Regions from separate parts of the Mus musculus genome. Here region 2 is linked to region 1. The links are chromatin contacts, called in public promoter capture Hi-C maps. All regions are on one chromosome and are shown on one strand. Each heading gives the region's core, a stretch centred on a gene start, on an enhancer-like site or on the middle of the called end of the contact. The rest is flanking DNA. Distances are from core to core; before and after follow the strand shown.

What was found. Capture Hi-C pulls out chosen DNA fragments and counts their contacts.
Region 2: a promoter capture Hi-C map of liver shows a contact between it and region 1. The contact joins two enhancer-like sites. A contact is called at or near these places in 4 of 39 promoter capture datasets (the HPC-7 cell line, cranial neural crest, hippocampal neurons and 1 more), 6 of 484 Hi-C or Micro-C datasets (cardiomyocytes, embryonic stem cells, liver and 3 more), 1 of 115 datasets of contacts at active chromatin or transcription factors (heart atrium) and 2 of 9 other capture datasets (adipose tissue and liver).

Annotation. Positions count from the first base shown.
Region 1 is chr11:107,224,658-107,227,738 of GRCm38.p6, reverse strand. It overlaps Pitpnc1 (phosphatidylinositol transfer protein, cytoplasmic 1), which reads left to right. Exons shown (of 9, transcript NM_001359616.1): 8 at 1,445-1,508. Among named protein-coding and RNA genes, the nearest start is that of Nol11, 37 kb to the right of the region's middle. Within about 2 kb of position 1,543, at least 10 of the 459 cell types and tissues checked have an H3K27ac peak or open chromatin away from gene starts, as enhancers often do. A contact at or near this core is called in cardiomyocytes, heart atrium and liver, where this site is marked.
Region 2 is chr11:107,340,136-107,343,216 of GRCm38.p6, reverse strand. The region is part of intron 1 of Pitpnc1 (phosphatidylinositol transfer protein, cytoplasmic 1); the gene reads left to right. All of the region lies in intron 2 of Gm11716 (predicted gene 11716), which reads right to left. Among named protein-coding and RNA genes, the nearest start is that of Gm11716, 5.8 kb to the right of the region's middle. Within about 2 kb of position 1,681, at least 106 of the 459 cell types and tissues checked have an H3K27ac peak or open chromatin away from gene starts, as enhancers often do. A contact at or near this core is called in cardiomyocytes, heart atrium and liver, where this site is marked.

The sequences.
Region 1 (3,081 bases), core at 294-2,793:
GTTGGGGTTTTTACTGCTGAGAACAGACACCATGACCAAAGCAAGTCTTATAAAGGACAACATTTAATTGGGGCTGGCTTACAGGTTCAGAGGTTCAGTCCATCATCATTAAGGTGGGAGCATGGCAGCATCTAGGCAGGCATGGTACAGGCAGAGCTAAGAGTTCTACGTCTTCATCTGAAGGCTGCTAGCAGAATACTGGCTTCCAGGCAGCTAAAATGGGAATCTTAAAGCCCACACCCACAGTGACACACCTATTCCAATAGGGCCACATCTTCTAATAGTGCCACTCCCTGGGCCAAACATATACAAACCATCACGGCTTGATTTCATGTAATAAAAAGGAAAAACAATGGATGATTATTGAAAGAGATTGGGGCTAGAGAGACAACTCAGGGGTTAAGAGCACTCACTGGCTGCTCCTACTGCAAACCAGATTTGGTTCCCAGCACCCACGTGGTAGCTTCCAACTCTAGTTCCGAAGGACCTGACAGCCTCTTTTGACTTCCTCAGATTCTGCATGGTGCACATACATACGTGCAAGCCCTGCACTTACACACATAAAAATAAATAGATCTTTAAGAAAGAGATGAAATAGCCGGGCGTGGTGGTGCGCACGCCTTTAATCCCAGCACTTGGGATGCAGAGGCGGGTAGATTTCTGAGTTTGAGGCCAGCCTGGTCTACAAAGTGAGTTCCAGGACAGCCAGGGCTATACAGAGAAACCCTGTCTCGAAAAACCAAAAAATGAAAAAAAATAAAAATTTTAATGTAAAAAAAAAGAGAGAGATGAAATAAGAAATATTATTTTATTTTATCACTATTATGATGATGATGATGATGATATATGGAAGAGGGGATGCACTTGCCGGGTCATGCTCTTATGGAGACCAGAGGCCAACATCCTTGTCTCTCTCTGTCTCTCTTCAGATTTTTAAATTTTCTCCTAAATTATTTTACTACGTCTTTAACCTTTGTTTACCTATTTAGGGGGAGAGGAGGACATTTGATTGCAGAGAAGGACATTTGACACATGGGGAGGTCAGAGGACAACTTTCAGGATCTGTTCTCTCCCTCCACCTTGTCTACCAACTGTGACCCAGATAGTGAACTCAGGCAGGCTTCCAGGAGTCACCTTTGCCCTCTGACCTGGCTCCCTGACCCCAGTTTATGTTTTGAGACAAGCTCTCTCACTAAACTTGGGGTTACCTGATAGGCCAGAAAGCTCTGGTGAACCTCCATTTCCACTCCCCCCAGCACTGTGGTTACAGGACATGCATACATTAAAACATCTAATTTTTACATGGGTGCTAAAAATCCAAATTCAGTCCCTTATGCTTAAACAGGCAGCACTTTACCCACTGAGCCATGCCCCTAGCCCCTCAACCCCCAAATGTTCTTGGTCACACCTGGTATTATCTCAACCTCCTTTTCTCACTCTTCAGGTGGTCCGAGACATCTTGCTGATTGGACACAGACAGGCCTTTGCGTGGGTTGATGAGTGGTACGGTAAGTCCGATGGCCCAAAATAACTCGGAGAATAGTTTCGTAACACCTCGACTTGGCTTTCAGTCCACCCAGCTTCACGTGTAACCTAGAAGGACAACAACAAAGCGTAGGCCACCACTTCCTGTATTGGAAATAGCTCTGTCTGGTGAGCCTAATAAAGATGTAATTATAGGAGCTCGGTCTGAAATAACCATAGAACTATTGACCAAGTAGGACCTCGGCATGCTTGATGCTTGTCTTACCGACACTCGGGGCTCCATTGTTCTCTGCGGGGTGGATTTCACACCCATCCTGAGTTACCTCAAACTTCAACATTATCTGATAGAAGCACCTTATTTAGTAACAGTCCCTTGATGCAGGAAACATTTGAAACAGACCCTCATCAGAGACATACAGGTTCTCTAAGATGTCAAGGACAGATGGAGGGAGGCATATGTGACTGGACAACTCTAATGGAAAATACTGCTCTGGCTTTTTGGATTCTTTGAGGTTTTTTTGTTTGTTTGTTTGTTTGTTTTTAATGTCATTCAAAAGATTTTAAACAAGTTCTGCACCTTGTCAGTAAATAAGAACAAGGTTTGCTTGGTACCATGATGGATGGACCACCCTCCCTGGGTGCTCAGCACTACAGCTGTGTGGACATGAGTCCCCTGCCTCCCCCGAATCAGTCATTAGGTGGCCTGTGTCCTTGGCTATAAATAGAAGTGAGCACGCCCAACCAGTGACTTAGGATAGAGCCAACTGTGTGTGTCTGTTGTCCTAAGTCACGTTATTTGTCCTAGATGTACCCTACATTGTATTTTGGTCTTTTTTTCCCCCCACCCTTATTCCACACATGCCCTCCGTTTCCAGAGCAGCAGCTGATGCCCTCCGCTATCCTATCTTAAAGTGAAAGGCTACATTGAACAGAATGGGTGAAGGCAGTGCTGGTAACTCAGGCCACAGGTTTAAAAGGCTTGGTCTGCCGGGCTACAGGGTTCATTTAGTCTCATGTTTCCATTTTCCCAGCTCTGCACCTACTGAAGAGTAAGCGCTTCTTCCTGGTTTGCCCAGGTGCCCATCCCCGCTTGGATTGTTAGGTTCCACAACCACAGGACATTTTCATGCACTCTGCTGTCAGGAAGACTCTCCACGACCAGAGATAGGTCACTGGGGAATATCCTCGAATTAATATCTGTCCTGTCTTCTCAACTTTACTTCTCAGAGCTCATGGTTCCCTTGTTACCATCTTCTAGGAACTATCACAAGGCTAGTCAAAGAGCAATAGGCCTGCATTGATTACACAAAGGACAGGCACCCAGAGAGTCCCAAAATCTGCCACCTTGATGGGCAAGAGGCAAAGCTCTCAGCTAGGTTTCTCTAGCACCAGAATGAGACTGAGGGCTTTTCAGAAATTTTAAAAGGAGGTCTTCACTCTGCTTATAGAAGTAAAACATTCCAAACCTGCCCTTCCAAAAAGAGGGTTGGGGGCCAGCAAGATGGCTCAGTGGGTAAAGGCATATGCTACCAACCCTGGTGACCTGAGTTTGTTCCCCAGAGCCCATGTTAAAGGTAAAAGGGGAGAATTGACTCC
Region 2 (3,081 bases), core at 432-2,931, 120 kb before region 1:
CCCCTCCTCTCCCATTGTCTTAGTCCGGAATTCTGTTGATACAATGAAGCATCGGGACCAAAAGCGAGTGGGAGAGGAAAGTGATTGTCTGGCTCACAGTTCCCTATCTCTGTTCATCATCCAAGGAAGTGAGAGCAGGAATTCAAAGAGAGCAGGAACCTGGAGGCAAGAGCTGAACAGAGGCCATGGAGGGATGCTGCTTATAGGCTTGCTCATCATGCTTGCTTAGTCTACCTTCTTAGAGAACTCAGGACCACCAGTCCAAGGATGGTACCACCCCCAATAGGCTGGGCCCTCCTGATTAATCACTAATTAAGAAAATGCTCTACAGACTTGCCTATAGCCCAATATTATGGAGGTATAGTTTTTTTGTTTTTTTTAAGATTGTATTTATTTGTTTTAATGTATATGAATGCTCTGTTTCCATGCACACCAGAAAAGAGAAACAGACTCCATTATGGATGGTTGTGAGCCACCATGTGCTGGGAATTGAACTCAGAACCTCTGCAAAAAGCCAGTGCTCTTAACAGCTGAGCCCTCTCTCTAGCCTTGGAGGCAATTTCTTAACTGAGGTTCCCTCCTCCTCTCTTGTGACTTTGTGTCAAGCTGATAAAACTATCAGGCATGCTCAACTTCCCTTGTACTTGGATTACAGCCAGGAACTACCAGGCCTGGACCTACACCCATCCCCTTTTAATTAAGGCTTGGGGTTGAGCCCTTAAATAGCCCCCAAGGCACTCAGTCCTATAGTTAGGACAGCGGGAACTAGTAACATCTTGGTTTCTCTAGGCACATTCTACAGCTTAATTATCTAGGGTCACTGTCAATTAGATTGCTCACTCAGAACCTCAACTAATTGGTGGTCAGTAAAGCTAAGCTGAGACCGGTTCTTCGACCCTGATACCATCAGAACCCTCTGCTCTAGTGCCTTCATCCAACATTCAAATTGGGCTGGAAATAGTGATCTGGGCATGGGTGTGGAAGAAGAAGCAAGTCTCATAAGGAGGAAATCTGATAGCCTGATACTGTTTGGTTCCCAAAAGTCCCCCTGAGTACTCTCACTATATTAAGAAGGATTGTCCTTAGTGTGCCCCCTATAACTCAACTTCCCAGCCCCTGCCTCTACAATCAAAATGTCAAAGGTCTGAGATGAACCCAGATGTGCCGCAGGTTAGTAGGGGACATCAGATCCCTTGGGGCTGGAGTTATATATGTGGTTGTCAACCACCAGTTGTGTGTGCTGGGAACTGAACTTGTGTCCTATGGAAAGGCAGAAAGTGCACTTAACTGCTAAGCTACCTCTCAGCCTCTGCGTGTGGCATTTTTAGGTGTTTCAAGAACTACCTGTCCCTCCCTACAACTGAGATACTGTTAGCTACTCATGTCTGAGGGGCAAACTCGGGACTTGATAATAAAACAATAACAGAGGACTTCTGGATGGTCCTCTGAGTCTGATGGCCATGCCAGCAGACGGGGTCTGGTTTTCTTGGGAGGAAAGGAAGGAACAGACAGCCTTGGTCCATCTCTGAGTCTGGGCTTGTGTGTCCTGGCACCTTCTGCATGTTCCGGTTATTTTCCAACCCCGAGACCGATGCCGTCATAGTGAGCTAAGGCTGGTGTCTGCCCTGGGCTGGCCCATGGAGGAGCCACTGGAATGATCAATGAGGCCGGGCAGCTGGGTCCCGTCGGCCACGGTGAATCAGCCGCCCCTGCCTTGCCCAGATCCATTGCCTCTGAGCAGGAAGCACTTGCTCCGAGCCCAGCCAGGCTGACTCGTGTCTGGCTAATGGCTTTTCTGTGTCACACATCGACCTTGGCACCCTACTCGTTTTTTCTGTGTGAGTGGTTTAGAGCTCTTAGAGACAGTGTGCTGGTAGATTTAGCTCTCCTCTAAGCTTTCCAGCGACAGACCTTGGCGGGACTTTGAATAGGGGAGGCTTCAGACACAGCACTTTTTTTAATGCTTGTTTTACATACATGACATGCCAGTAACTTTTCAAAAATGTTTTTTATAAAGTATATATGTGTTAGTATATACATGTGTATTAAAAGGGTATATTATACATGTTATATAAAATATGTATTATATATGTGTGTATTATATGTAACATGGCATTTTCATGCATATATGCAGTGCATGTTGATCATATTTACCTCCCATGACCCTCTCAGCCTCTCACCTACTCCTGCTAATCTCTTCTCTTCCAACCAGCCCCTTCGACTTTCATGTCCGTGCCCCTCCCCCTCCCCTGCCCCACCCCCTTACTGAGTTTCATTTGGGTTCCTCAAAGGAGCAGAAGTTAGGAGGTATTTACTCACAGAAACATGGGCCACTGACAAAGTGGCAACACTAAAGAAAATGTCTCTTCCTTTCCCTAGCAACTATTAACTACTTGCAATTCCTTAAAGAGAGGGGACCAACCCTGTCCCCCCCTCCCCTGCCCCCACAGCTACAGATCAAGCCAGGGCCTTGGCTAAGCCAGGCTCAAGCTCAAGTTTCACACCCCCAAGTAATCGCTTCAGAGCAAACTTTCTTAATGTGCATCAACAACCATCTACCCAGACAGAGCCTTTCATTACTTTGTTTCTGATGTACCAATGGTGTGTGTGTGTGTGTGTGTGTGTGTGTGTGTGTGTGTGTTTTGAGGTCAGACTGAGGATAACATTAGCTGTCTCAATCTCTATATATCATCTCTTTATTTTAAATTTATTATTATTATTATTATTATTAGTGCCCTGGCATGCATACGATGTATGTGTGTTGGCACCTGTGCCACAGCGTGCATGTGGTGGTAACAGGACAACTTTGTTGAGTCAATTCCCCCTCCACTCATGCATTGGTGGCTTGTGTAGCAGGTACCTCCACCTGCTGAGCCAGACTCTCACTGACCCTGTAGATTCACATAGGCTGGTGGCCAGCCTGCTCCAGCTATCCTCCTGTCTCCACCTCCGTCACACTGCTGGGAGTCTAGATGCCCTCCACCCTCAGCCTTCTCAGGGTGGCCGGGGTCTACGCTTGGGACCTTATGCTTGTGTGGTAAGCACTGCACTGAGAGCCAGTCCTCAGCCCCTGTGCTGTGT